3 separate regions of the Mus musculus genome follow, and all the other regions are linked to region 2. Evidence: chromatin contacts called from public promoter capture Hi-C data. All regions are on one chromosome and are shown on one strand. Each heading gives the region's core, a stretch centred on a gene start, on an enhancer-like site or on the middle of the called end of the contact. The rest is flanking DNA. Distances are from core to core; before and after follow the strand shown. Region 1 holds the start of Magi3 (membrane associated guanylate kinase, WW and PDZ domain containing 3). Region 2 holds the start of Rbm15 (RNA binding motif protein 15). Region 3 holds the start of Csde1 (cold shock domain containing E1, RNA binding).

Evidence for each region. Promoter capture Hi-C pulls out the DNA fragments that hold promoters and counts their contacts.
Region 1: a contact with region 2 is called in a promoter capture Hi-C map of liver, with 4 times the contacts expected there. The contact joins the promoter of Magi3 here to the promoter of Rbm15 in region 2. A contact is called at or near these places in 2 of 39 promoter capture datasets (liver and pre-B cells).
Region 3: a promoter capture Hi-C map of pre-B cells shows a contact between it and region 2, with 4 times the contacts expected there. The contact joins the promoter of Csde1 here to the promoter of Rbm15 in region 2. A contact is called at or near these places in 1 of 39 promoter capture datasets (pre-B cells) and 1 of 484 Hi-C or Micro-C datasets (muscle stem cells).

What each region holds. Positions count from the first base shown.
Region 1 is chr3:104,217,768-104,222,468 of GRCm38.p6, forward strand. Magi3 (membrane associated guanylate kinase, WW and PDZ domain containing 3) reads right to left here and starts at 2,639. Exons shown (of 21, transcript NM_001159354.1): 1 at 1,878-2,639. The coding sequence starts at 2,199.
Region 2 is chr3:107,330,980-107,335,788 of GRCm38.p6, forward strand. Rbm15 (RNA binding motif protein 15) reads right to left here and starts at 2,310. Exons shown (of 2, transcript NM_001045807.1): 1 at 1-2,310. The coding sequence starts at 2,101.
Region 3 is chr3:103,017,856-103,022,511 of GRCm38.p6, forward strand. It overlaps Csde1 (cold shock domain containing E1, RNA binding), which reads left to right and starts at 2,691. Exons shown (of 19, transcript NM_001161854.2): 1 at 2,691-2,814.

The DNA.
Region 1 (4,701 bases), core at 1,389-3,888, 3.1 Mb before region 2:
TGAAGTATTTTCTCCAATTTTATGCGAAAGGTATATAACAGATTGGTGTTTATTAAAGAGCCAACCCTCTCATCTATTAAACAAACCACAGTGATTTGGAATATAACAACTTCCTCAACAACTTTATGACTGTTATTCCTTCAGTAATGCCCCAACTGATCAAAACAAAACAGAGCAATGATGCACATATTCTCATTATCTGCTGGCTCATGGGATTTCATCTAAGTCAAAGGTTCTCAACCTCCCTAATGCTGTGACCCTTTAATACAGTTCCTCATGTTGTAGTGACCCCCAAACATAACATTATTTCATTGCTACTTCATAACTGTAATTTTGCTACTGCAATGAACCATAATATAAATATCTGATATGCAAGATAATTGATACACAACCCCCAAAGGGGTTGAGACCCACAGGTTGAGAACCTATGACCTAAGTCCTACCTGGGCTAGTAAATGTATAGTATTTTGAATATTATAAACAGTAACCAACACACCGAATTACAGCCCCAAAAGTGTTCCCTCCACCCTTTACATATAGTTCTAAAAGTTAAGAGTTAAGAATCTTACAATCCTCAAAAACACAGAAAGGGTATTTATAGTTTGACAAAGTTCTAAAGATTAACAGTAAGAAAAACCCATAAACACACAAATCTTAATAGTATCATAGAATAGATTATATGAAAAGTACCTTCATGTAAACTAGTAAGATTATGTCACATACCCACAACACATGGATATTGCATCAAACCATCAGTTGCAATTAGCTCAAGGACTACTTAAGAGGCAGTCCTAAAGTGAGCTGAAGATGAGGAAGAGGGAGATCGAGGGAGGGAGGAGGAAGAAGTGGGGGGAGGGAAGAGGAGGAGAGGGAGAGAGAACGTGTTAAAATTTCTAGAAATTTCTAGCATTTTGTAGTGAACGGGGAAGACCAAAATCTAGCCCAAGTCAGTTTGGCAGCCCCATATGTTCAGATGTACCGTATCTACGTTCAGCAGAAACAATTTGATTTCTAGTAACAATGATTAATCACGATGCCCATGTCTACAACCACCTCAGAAGCCAGAACCATATTTTACCAATACCGAAAGGTCCAACAGTGTTTTCTCTTACAAATTCGTAAGAAAACTTACTACATACTACCAGACCAGACTGCGCAGTCTGATCAATGCTTTCCAGCTAGGGAGTATGCCATAAGCGTAACATGCTTTGCAGCACATTTTACGAGCATCAAAGACACCAGGGCACCAAGGGGTTCTTTTTTTTACCCTGCGCTTCAACAAATACTGTAGATTTGAAAGCTTTACAAAGGCATTTGCTCGGCTGGGCACCTGGGTCCTCCTTCCAAATCCAGACGACACAACAGCTCCACTGCCTCATACCACACACTGTACCTCACTGGGACTCAGACACCTGAGCCACCTAGACCCACAGAGTGGGACTGTCAGCTCCCAGACGTCTGCGGTCGTGCACGACGCACTGGGCCAGCTGAGCCCTCCCAGGAGCTTTCAGTGGTAACCTCGGCCCTCGATCCGGCGCCGAGTCTCCATAGTAAAGCCCTTTCTCCCCGTTAGAAGACGCAAATACGTTCCAAAGAAAAGATTATCATCATAGGACTGTTTCCACAAAGGGGAGAAGAAAAGAGATGGCTCTTCTCTAGGCAAATAAAAATAAAAATAAAAACTCTTGATGCGGTGGGAGACCGAGCTGGATTAGGAAAGCCAGCTCCTAGTGCCAATTCCCTGACAGCCTACACAGCTGTCGGTTCACCCGAGCTCAGTTTTACTAGCCGCAAAATGGGAAACCCCGGCGCCGCCCCCTCCCCCCTCCTCCCCGGGGAGTCGGACCAGGACCCGGGTCCCCAAGGCGACCACACACCTGGCTTCACCGTCTTCAGACGGATGGGCTCGCGGAAGTGGCGGATGACAGCCAGAGTGTCCCGGTTGGTGAGCCCACTGACCGGCGTCCCGTTCACCTCCAACAGCACATCGCCCGGACTGGGCGCCTTGCCCGAGACCACGCAGCAGGTGCCTCCGCCGCCGCCAGCCTCGTCGCGGAGCCGCCCCAGGTAAGGGAACTCGCCGCGCTCGGCGCCGCCGCGGATCTCGGCGCCCAAGTCGCCCGGGGGCCCGGCCCAGGATACCGCACACTCCTGCACCTTGCTGAGCCAGTGCTTCTTCTTCTTCAACGTCTTCGACATCCCGACCTCCGCTGCACCATGGGGAGCCCCCGCGCGGGCGGCCGCGGTGCCGCTCCGGGCCCCGCGCACAGCCCGGCCAGAGGGGCGCCGCCGTCGACCCCCCGCCTCAGCCCGCCGGCCGCGCGCCGCCGCGAGCCGCCCCTCTCGCGGGCCGCTGAGGAGAGCCGGAGGGAGCGCGCGCCCCGCGGGCGGCGCCGGCGGGGTCTCCGGGCGGGGTCAGCGCCGACGGCCGGGACTCGGCGCCCGCGCGGCGGGAAAGGCTGAGGCAAAGGGGCGGGAGCTGAGGGAGCGGCTGGAACCGAGGCTCGTATCGGTACGCGCGCACCGAGCTTAGTCGCTCGCTGGAGCGCGGCTGCTGCGGAGCCGGAGCGCCGAGACCAACGCCTGCCCCAGCTGCCAGGAAACTGGCGCTTTCAAACCCGCCGCAACCTCCTCCCCGCTCGGCCCCTCCCCCGCCCTCGCCGGCCCGGCCCCGCCCCCTCCCGCAGCGCAGCGCCCGGCGCGTTGCCGTCACCAGCTCTGCTCCGGAGGACCCGCCCAGTTCTCGGCTCCGCACCGTGGATTGGGTTCTGGCAGCTGGGGGCGGCCCTCGGCGGGCATGCTGATTTCTGATTGGGTGGTCTAAGTAGAGGAGGCGGGCACTAGAATGACTGAAGTTTAGAGAGGGAGGAAAAAAGAAGTTTAGAGTGTGAGGGAGGGAGAAGGGGGAGGGAAAAGAGAGGGTTGGTCTGGGAGCGGGCACAGGTCGCCTAGAGGGGAGAGGCCCTCCAGCCAGGGGCTGGAGCCAAGGGAAACTCAAACACTGAAAGGACCCTGGTCCCCAAGGTGGGGCGTGCCCAGCTGGGCAGGGGGCGGGGCCTCGGAGCTGGAGCCCGAAGGCGATCCTGGGAGTGCTTTGCCTGGATCCTGGGAGTCCAGTGCCCAGCTACTCCGAACGGTGGAGCCACTAAATGGGCCTGTTAAGGCTGAAACGGATTCTACGGGTTTGAATTTGTTAATTCGTTCAATGAATGTTCTTAAATGATCCATTGGCGAAATCCTGTTAATTGAGGGTAAAATACAGTCCAGTGCTCGAATGCTGTGTGATCTCGGGCAAGTTAGACAGCCTGTCGGAAACAAGCTGAGAGTGAAGATCATTAATTACACTAGCTACTGAACTCCAAGAATGAAGAAAACAGTGATCCTGCTCTCGAGGAGACTGCAGCTTAGCGAGAGAGACTGACTAGAAGATCATTTGAGGAAAGCGGGAAGGAGATGGATTAAAAAACAACCTGGTGCCTGCGGAGCTAAGTCCTGACACTGGTGGCTTGACCTTGACCAGATCTCTGCTTCGCGTCTGCTTGTTTGTAAGAAGGTGGAAGAAGTGACTCAGAACAAGGGAGACCTCAGATCTCTCCCAGCTCTAATTTTTCAGAAACACTTAAGCTTTTTTTCTTCCTTCATTGAACGCGTGCTTTCTCGTCTTTGGAATGCCCTCTGTTCGTAAATGTTTCACCTCATCCAAATAGTCGTCCAGTATTTCTTGGAAAGTGTTTTCTCTGAACTGGGGCACTTGTCTCACTTTTGTGACAGGGCATGTCTTCTGACTCCCTTTAATGATAGCCCTTATTTTAAACTCCGAGGAGCTCTACAAACTAGATCAAGCTTCAGACAGCTACAGTGATTTCCTTCACACCATTGAACTGGGGAAATAAAAACACTAAATGTGGGCTGGACTCAAGAAACAATAAGGGAAGTGGAGCCCTGGAGCTGCAGGCTTGGGACCTGCCAGGCAGAGACAGGACCTTTATCTACACCCTGATGGAGAGATTGCCAGACTGTAACCTTCAGTCCTTGATTGTCTGCTGAGCAGTCACCCAAGAGAGAAACTACATTTCTTTAATACCACCCTCCATCCTGCTGAGGCTCCCTCTGGCCAAGTGGATTGGAAGCCAGATGGCCTTCACACTTATGATGGGGGTAGAGAAAGCCCAGCGTCTGGAACCCAATGGAGTAAATACTTTTCACAGGCATCATGTGGATCATTCAAATAGACCAACATCTGAAATTTAAAAAAAAATTTAACTTGTTTTATGGACAACTAGTTAATACTAATAAATTCCTGAATGAATACTCGATTGCCTTCACATCTTCTATTTTTGCTGAGACTGAAACACAATGCTCTGCCTAAACTGTATCTGTTTAGAATGGCTCTGGCAACAAGGAACAAAACATCTGACAAATAATAGCTTAGAGCACACTGTCATTTATTACATCTTTAACATAAAGTTTAAGTGTGGTAGTTTGAGGACTAGTTGGACAGTCTATTATCAAGGTCCGGAGCTCTTTGTGTTTACTCTTCCACATCATATCCATATGAACTTTTGTCTCCAAGCCTGTCACCTATTAATTACAAGGTTGTCATAGCTCCAGACATCACATCCTCAAAGGTCATTATATGAAGCAAGAAAGAAGGGTAAGAAAATGTTAGTCCAAATTTGATGAAAGAGAAAAATCCTACCT
Region 2 (4,809 bases), core at 1,060-3,559:
AAGACCTTTCCAAGAGGAGAAGACGAGATGATCGATCATTGTCACTGTTGTAGCGATCTCTGTTACTGCTCAGTTCTGGACTTCGGTCAGGAGAAGGAGTGCAGTGACGCTGTTTTCGAGGCCGTTCACTCTCAGGTGATCTATCAAGATGCCGTCCTCCACTTTCCTCAGGCAGCCTTCGCTTCCTTGGCTGGTCCCTGCTGCTGGGCAAGTCCCGATCACCTCTGTCCCTGTCCAGTGACCAGCCATCCCTCCTTCGATCCAAGCTATCTAGTGGCTCATAAGCAGTGACAGCACTAGTTGCAGCCCGAGCACTGCGTTCTCGAACCGGTGGTGGGGGTGGCACCCAGTCAGAATCAGTATAAAGGTCCCTATCACGATCTCTGTATAGTAAGGGTGGTGTCCTGTCCCGAGCACTCCTCAAAGGGTCAGGTGCTCTATGTCCAAAAGTATCCGTCACTAGTTCATAGTGGGTCAAGGGCAGAGGCTGAAGATATTGCTGCTGGTAACGATGTTCTGTGTCTGCAAAGTCTACCCTGAGGCGACGATCTGGGCCACCAAGTGGGAATCCACGCATATGGGTCCAGGCAGCATGAGCTGCATCCAAACTTTCATACTGTATATATGCCCAACTGTCACCTTTACGGTAGTCTATGGTTCGAATGGTGCCAAATCGGTCAAATTCTCGTGCCAGGGCAGCAAGAGGCACCCAGGGTCCCAGACCACCCACCCAAAGTCGGGTAGTGGGTGTGGCTTTACCATAACCAATCTTGATTGGATTCCGAATTATAATTTTGCCAGACATTGCAAGTTTGGCCCTGTGAGACATGTCTAGATTCTCAAATTTGAGAAAGCCATAGGTACTGGTCTGGCCTCGAGAAGGCCTCTTAATGTCCACTTCTGTGATGACTCCAAAACGATCAAAAGCCCTTCTGAGATCATTTTCCGTCACAGTGATATCTAAGTTGCCCAAGAAAAGTGTCCGGTTGGCACGCTGATCGTCCTCAGGTGATATCTCATCCACTTCTCGGAAAGGAGCCGCACCTGCTCCAGCTCCCACCCTCGGCTCCAGGCTGTAGGCCGGGCGCACCCGGTCATAGAACGGATAGTCTCGTTCTCTTTCCAGCTCTCGGGGCAATGGTGGCGGGGGTGGAGGAGGCAGGCGGCCCAGGGCCAACTGCTGCAACCGGTAGTCTCTGTATCCCAGAGCAGCACCTCCAGGGGAAAGCGACCTCTGACCTCCCCCTCCTCCAGGGGCGTGCCGGTGGCTACCGACTGAGGTCCCGACCACGCTGGATGACGGGGCGTAAGCATCTTTGTCTAACGGGGAGCGGCTGCGGCGCCGGCTCACGTACACGGCTTCTATCTTCAGAGGCCGGTCATAGAGCACCAGGCGGCCTCTGGCATGCTTGGCCGCCCTCGCGTCCTCTGGCCTCCGGAAGTTCACAAAGGCTACCCGCTCATCCCCGCTGCCAGAACCTGAGAGGTGACTGATTTTGACACTTACATCACCGAAGCGTTTGAACTCGTGAAACAGCCCGTCCTCCACCGCCTCGTCGCTCAGCTGGGACCCCAGCTCGCTGATCTTCAGGGTCTTGTACTCCACGCCGTCCCCGCCGCCGGGCGCGGAGGAGGCGGCCCCGGAGGAACGTGACTCCCCGCCTCCACCCCGGGAGCTGCTGCGCGACTCGCCCCCGCCTGAGGAATTTTTGGTGCTCGGGGAGCTGTAACTGTGCAAGCGGCTACTGGAGCTGCCCCCGCCGGTCTCGTACTCGCGGCTGCCGCCCCGGCTGCTGGACTTGTCCAGATGAAGGCTCCGCCGCGACCCGCCGCTGTCCGTCTTCCCGCTGCTGCTCCCATTGCTGCCGCCGGAGCCCCCTAACTTCTTGCTCCGCTCCCCACGAGAACTGGAGTCCTCACCGCCACGGGAGCGCTTGGGCTTGACCGGCGAGCGCTCCTTTCCTTTCATTGTTGAGGGTCGCCGGAGGTCGTCTCTGCGGAGCTGACTAACCCGCCACCCCGCGCTCGTTTCACACAGCGGACTCGCACGCCGCCATCTTGGACTCCGCCGCGGCAAAGGCTCCCGCCCCGCAGACCTCATTGGTCAATTAATTCACTCTTCAGCCTTCTCATTGGAAAAACTATTTGTCCGTCTTTACATCTCCCCGCGCTCCGGGAAGGCGCCCGCCCCGACGCTGTTATTGGGTTCCCAACGCCCTAATCCCAGTACCTCATTGGTTATATTCGTTGTCTATCTTAACGGTTCCTCGCGCCAGGCTGTAGCTCCGCCCCTCGCACTTCATGGTCACCTGACCCAAAGCCTAGAAGCGTTGATTGGACAAAAACTCTGCCCTGTAACGGTACTTCTAGCACGGCGAACGCAGCGATCCCACCTTCTCTTCCCTTTCATTGGTTTGTGGCCACGTCTTTTAAATCACTATCGGGAAGTCTGGACATCAGTTCAGGCGTTTTTTCCTGAGAATTTGGCTCTCTCCGATCTCGCGAGAGACAAAGAGCTCGCTCGCTCACTCGCTCACTCGCTCGCTCTCTTTCGACCCCAGTCTTCCAACTTCTCCGGCGGCTGAAGAAAGTTTAAATCTGATTGGATGTTGACGAGGAACATGATTGGATAAAAGCGCTGTCCATCACTCACTTAAAGGAGTAGGCCCATAAACTGAGGCGTCTGAAGGTGAAAGACTAAGACCACGCGCTTGCTGTGCGACGTCACTTTGCTGTCGCGAGATGGTGACAGTGAGTCAGGCCCGCCTCCCCGCGCTTTCGGCGTTCTCTTAAACATTTGTTAGGTCCTTACGGCGTACTTGCCTGTGCTTCGGTCCTTCGAGTCTGGAACTTGCGGGCTCCTCACTGTCCTGTCTGGGCGGGACAATGGGCTCGGTGGTCCTTCCGGCTGCTGGCCCTCACTCGATCCGCCTAGGCAGCTGTCCCGGACAGTCCAGCCGACACCATCTTAGTTAGCTGCCTGAAAAAGCCCCACCCCCGTGCGCGAGAAAACGCCTGCCCCGGTCTGTGCGGCCCGCTGGGGCGGTGAGTTCAGGGTTCACAGAGCCTCGGGTCACGCTGACGCCCTGGGCGGTACCGAGTCACTGCCCGCCCGCGGACACAGGGAACAGCGCCGCGGAGCCCTGGCCAGTCTCAGTGGCCGCCTTAGGGCCCGCAGTGTCCTGCAAGCCCACTTACTGGTCCGACCTGCAGGACCACTTGCAGATTTTTGCTTCCTGCTTTATGTTGTGAATCCCTGTAAGGTTTGCATTTATAAAAGATGTGTGAGACATAATATAGCTGTGCTTTGCTTTAATGTGTCACACTTCTCACTGTGCGGACACTACATTTATCTCGTTTCTAGGACTCCAGCACTCCGATTAATCCATAGTAGGACCCAGTAACATGGCCACCTTGCTCCCTCCTATATCCACTTCCTTTGACTCCTTTAACCGTGATTCCCGTCTAAACGCCTCCCGTCTCCCACCTCTGCGACCCCATGCACCTGAATCTCTTAAGCTTATGTAATACTGGTGATCATGAGATTAGATGCGTAGTCTATCCCACTAGCGTTTACCTCCTGGTGAGAGGAAATAGGCTTTTTGCAGTCTTCCCAAAAATGTACCTAGGAGAGATGAGAAAGATTTTGGTATTTACATCTTCTAAGACTGAGTAGAGAATGTGTTTTAAAACAGGACATTTTACAAGGTGATAAGAATGCCCTTCCCCAAAACTTGAATTCTAAATTTATAAGCTACTTGAAGATTAGATACAGCAACCTGATTAGCCCTATTTCAACCGTTTTGTTTTGTTGGTATATAACCCTGAAATTGGTGAACAGTTGGGCCAAACTCTCTTGGTCACAGCAAAAAGATTTGAAAGAAGCTCAATATGTAAGTTATAAACCGCAAAATACTATAAAGCATAGACATATTTGTATATTAAAAGTAGCTGTTATGTGGCTTTTGGAACACCTGTATCCCAGCTGCTCTTGCGGATAGGATCACAATTGCTTTCTTCATTAGCTAGAGTAACTTGGTAACTTGGTGAGATTCTGTCTTAAAACCACCCCTACACAAAAGTCTGGAGACATAGCTCAGGACCCTTGGACACCTATGTGAAGCTCTAGGTTCAATTCCTAGTACTGGGAAAAAAAATTCTTTTAAAGATTTATTTAGCAGTGCATGATGGTGTACCCCTTTAATCCTACCACTTGAAAGTCAGAAGCAGGCAGATCTCTGTAAATTCAAGACCAGAGTTGTCTATATAGTGAATACTAGGCCAGCCAAGACTGTATAACGAGACTTTGTCATAAAAATATTTATGTGAATGTCTGTATGTATGGTAGTGTTCTAATATCCAGAGAAGCCAGAGAGGGTGATAGAGCCCCTGAAGCTGGAGTTACAGGGTTGTGAGTCACCAATCTGGGCCCCTGGGAAACAAACTGTAGTCCTCTGTAAGAGCAGCAAGTACTCTTCAACGCCTGAGCCATCTCTCCAGGCCTGCAAAAATAATGTTTAAAAGATGTTTAAATAATGTTAACATAAAATGCCATCAGTCAGAGAAAAAATGTGTATAATAAACTACCAGTTGTGGTTTTAAAAATCGTGGATTACATATATATGCTTACACTTTTATTGAAATTGTTACAGAGATTGCTCTTAGGGGCAGGGATTAGCAAGAGAAATTTTCCTTGTAGGATTTTAGTTTAAAAATGTACAATAGTAGGGTATTTCCTGAAGACCACCTCATGTCCTGAACACAGAGTCTCAGCAATTATAAGATCATGTCCGTCTTATTTTTCTTTAA
Region 3 (4,656 bases), core at 1,441-3,940, 4.3 Mb before region 2:
CAATTTATTAAGAAAAGATACGCTCTCATTAGGAGAAGCTGAGTGGAACAAAGAGAGTAGTTAACAATTCAAGCAGTCTGTCTTTCTGTGTCTCTCTCTGTCTCTCTGTCTCTCTGTCTCTGTCTCTCTCTCTCTCTCTGTTATTTTTTGAGACAGGGTTTCTCTGTGTAGCCCTGGCTGTCCTGGAACTCACTCTGTAATAGACCAGGCTGTCCTTGAACTCAGAGATCCGCCTGCTTCTGACTCCCAAGTGCTGGGATTAAAGGCTTGCACCACCACTCCCGGCTGGAAAACAGATTTTTATTTGATACATAGTATATGGGAGCTACATACAAAAAGATAGTTGATGCTTGCATCCTATCTTTATTGCTCCTCCCATGTAAATATTATATACTATCTAACAATACACAAAGCCTCTCTGGGGCTTCAGAGAGGGAGTGGTGGCAACATATACCACAAATAACACAAGAGAACTAAACAGTAGTAATCCACGGTTATGTTTTAGGATTGTCTTGGTAGAACAGGAACAGGAGTGTGATCCCAGCACTTGAGAAGCTGAGGCAGGAGGTTTATGACACACTCCACACAAGTCTGGGCTACTCTTAGAGATCCTGTCAAAAAAAAGAAGGAAGAAAGGAAGGGAGAGAGTGGGAGTTGGAGGGGGAGAGAGTGGGAGTTGGAGGGGGAAGAGCAGTGTATTACCTAGGTGAAGATTCCCAAACTCAAGGCCTCGGAATCTCTGTACAGACAAGTGTCACTCGTCAATCCCTGTGCTCCATCCTGTGGGAAGATCGGTCTTGGGTTGATAAAGGAAGCTAAGAGAGAAAAGGGAGCAGGGAAGGGTAGGGTCGCCCTTTAGGATTAGGATCTGGGAGGCAAAGCCGGTTAGATCTCTGTGGTTTCTAAACTACCATAGTCTACATGGGAAGTTCCAGCTCCAACAAGGCCAGACCTTCTAATAGTGCAACTCCCTAAGAGTTTAGGGGGAACCACTCTCTTTCAAACTACCACATCCCAGTTCCTGGCCCCCAAAGGCTTGCAGCCATATGATAATGCAGAAATGCATTCAGTCCAATTTCAAAAGTCCCCATACTTGGCCAGGAGTGATGGTATACGAAAGTAAGTGGATTTCTGTGAATTGAAGGTCAGCCTTGTCTACAAAGTGAGTTCCAGGACAGCCAGGGCTGTTACACAGAGAAACTCTGTCTGGAAAAATAAAAGTCCCCCTAGTATTTAACTGTCTCAACTTAGTTCAAAGTCTTTTCTGAGATTTGTGCAATCTCTTAACTGTAATCTGCAAAGCAAGACTGAGAACCAGTTTGCAAACTCCAAACTTCATCTCCATGTCTGACGTCAAAGGGCTCTTCAGATCTTAACTCCTTTCAGCTTTGCAGGTATCTCATGGCTCTGGCTTTTCCAATACTGGGGTCTCCAATACACACACACACACACACACACACACACACAGAGTGGGGGGACAATATTCATATTTGTTGCTTATTTTATTTTATTACATGTAATTTGTTCCCCTGAAAGCCCTACCTATGTCTACAGAGGTCTGCAGTTTCTCTGAATAACCAACTGAAAGTATGGGTAAGAAGTACACTTGGCAGGTTGTGGTGGCACGCCCCTTTAATGCCAGGCCAGGAGAAGGGGGGGGGGTATCTCATGAGTTCTAGGCCAGCTAGATCTACACAGCAAGTTCTGGGTGAGTCCCTGTCTCTCCCCCGCAAGGAAAGTACACCAGGATGAGAATGTTCTCCTCTCCCACAGAAGCAGGAAATAGATGGGAGTGTCCTCAGGGAGCTACCCTTTACCCAAAATGGTTAAGAGGACCACTGAAGTTGGGCATGGTTGTCCACACTTTTAATCCCACTAGGCTGAAGCAGGCAGATTTCCCAGAGTTCCAGGGCAGCATGTGCTACATGTGAGACCCTGTCTCAAAAAACAAACAAAAATAAAAAACCAACAAGATAGTAAAAGTAAAGTAATTGTTTTCTAGATTATTGACAGGGCAGCCTAAATAACTTTGCAATGGTTAGATCTAACCATTCCACTCCTCTACTCCAGTCAGGTGAATTATGCTTTTAGCCTGCTTTCAGCCTTTTAAATACTTATTCAGACTGACACACTACAAAAATCTTCTGGTAACTGAAACGGACAGTTAAAGTGGTTTGGGGAATTTTAGATTTTATTGATAATACAGCCTCGCTTATTTTTGTCTGTCGCAAGCAATGTAGTTTCTGGAAGACAAAAGCTTTACAAATTACTTTGTTAAAAACTTTTCTCTAAAGCAATGAAATCCCTTCTAATGTAGGAGACAGGAGAAAGCCTGTCCCGTGACTAAAGAGAAACTGCGATTTGGACTCCTGGATTATGGCTGAGGAAAGTGAAATCTTTTTATTCACGACACTCCCGGATCTGCCCTCAGAACTGTTCCTACTTCATAAGGCCTTCCTACTCAAGCCTCGTCGCTGAAAGCTTTCGGGCTCGCGAACACCGGGTGAACGCCTAAATTCACCCTTCGCCCCGCCCCCAGCGTCGCAGCAGAGTCACTAAACGCAGAGATTGCTTCTGGCACTACCCAGGGGCGAACGTAGAGAAGAAGAGTCACCGGCTTGCGTGTGGCTAAACGCAGGTCAGCGGCTGGCGTCACTCAGCCCTCGCGCGCAAGCGTACTAAGAGCACGCTCCCCCCACCTTCCCGTGCACGCGCTCGGAGCCTGCAACTCTCGCGAGAGAAGCGAGATTTATTCCTACGTACCGGGCCGTGCTGCTTATGGCGGCGCTGGAGAGGGGGCGCTGAGCTGTTGGGGTGAGTACGACCTCAGTGTTAAAGTGGGGGTAGCAACGAGCCAGGTTAAAGACAGCTGAGGAGACTCAGGTTAACGGGAGGGACCTCTGAGTGTCAGAGTGGGCACTCCTAGAATTCCGGATGGAGGAGAGTTCAGTGTGAGTTCCTACTCCAGGCGTCCCTTTTTCACCCTGGCTTCAACCGTCTCGGCCTCAGGGCCGGCCGCGAAGCCTTAGTGAGGAGGTGAGGCCAGGGGGTGCGGGTAGCGGCGGTGTCGGTGTCGGTGTCGGTGACTGAAGTGGGGGGAGGGAGCGAAAATGGAAACTCCGACCGCAGCCAAGATGGAGGCAGAGGGTGCGGGGCTCGGGCGCGAAGGCTGCCGGGAGCTGTAGTCCGTCCTCTTCCCCCTCTGCGGCTTGGCGGGGGAAAGGGAACTACAAGTCCCGGCGGGAGGGGTGAGGGGGTGGTGGCGCGGTCCTTTGTGTGCAGCTGGAAGAGGCCGGGGAGAAGGGCCTGTTCTTTTTTTCGGGACCTTGTCTGTCTTGGCCGTCACTGGCTTTGGGGATACTACTACGACTACCAGAGCGCAGTGCGGCAGTGGCGCCTTCTTTGTGTGTGGGTTGAGACCCTGTTCCATCTAGGGAAAGTGCTGCGGGACACCTCTGTTCCCTCAGCCACATCTGACCCTAGCGCGGCGGAATTGACACCTTTACTCACATTCTCTTGTGGCTGGGTCTCCACACCTAACTGTCCTTTGGCATTTGAAAAAGGAGTCGGGCCCCGTTCTAGGCACGTGTCTCCCACCTTTCTGTCTGGGGTAAATGGCATGCGTTAGGAGAGTTCCGTGATGCCCTCCCTCCGTGGTGCAAGCGCTGGCCTACATTGTGCAATGAATGGCTTGGCTTTGTCATGTATCTATCTAGTGTGAGAGCCCCAGTCGGAGAGCAAATTAAATTGGAAGATTTGACCGTCGAACGTTTCAACCATACCCAATCTTAGTGCCCCGGTTCTTTTGCTTTAAAGAGTTAACCTTAGAAACACCTTTGTGGCTGGTCTCCAACCTGACTCACAGGTGAGCAGGGAGTACTCCTTAACACTTTCCACTGCAGAAAACATTCTGAACATTATTAAACCACTTAGTTTCCTTGTTCTGCAACTAAAATGAGCAAAAAGATAGTGCTGTTTAAGCAGTTGAGGAGGACGGGCAGAAAGGAACTAAGGATGTTTAAAGATTGTAGTTGAGTTTGGACATTATGTTAGGCTGATGTGAACTTCTAGTTCACAAAACTGCCAAGTTTGTTTTTCTTTTGTTTATTGGTTATAGCCTTAAACTGTGCAACCTAGGTTAGCCTTGAAATGGCTGGCTGTCTAGACTGCTTGCTTGCTCTAACCTACTTTTTAAAAAAATAAGTTCCAAATTATAGGGCATTAATTCAAGCTACCAAAATGCTCAGTCTGCCCTCCCCACCCCCTTTCTTTTCCTTTCCTTTTCTTTTTTTGAGATAGGGTCTTACTGTGTAGCCTTGTCTGGCCTCGAACTCCGTGGACCAGGCTGTCCTTGAAGTTACAGAGATCTGCTTGTCCCTGCCTCCCAAGTGCAGGATTAAAGGCATGTACTACTGCCATGCCTGTCGATCATCTTGATTTTTAGGTACTAGAAGGCAAACTCATTACTAAATTGACAGGCGATATAATTATTAATGTGGATAAGAAGCAGATTGTGTACATAAACAGCCACGAATATGTAAGTTATAAAATCTAGGCAGTAGTTACCTGTCCCTTCTTTAGTCCCATCACTACAGACCTAGCACTTCTGAGGCAGAGGCAGGCAGATCTCTGAGTTTAAGGCCAACTTAATCTGCA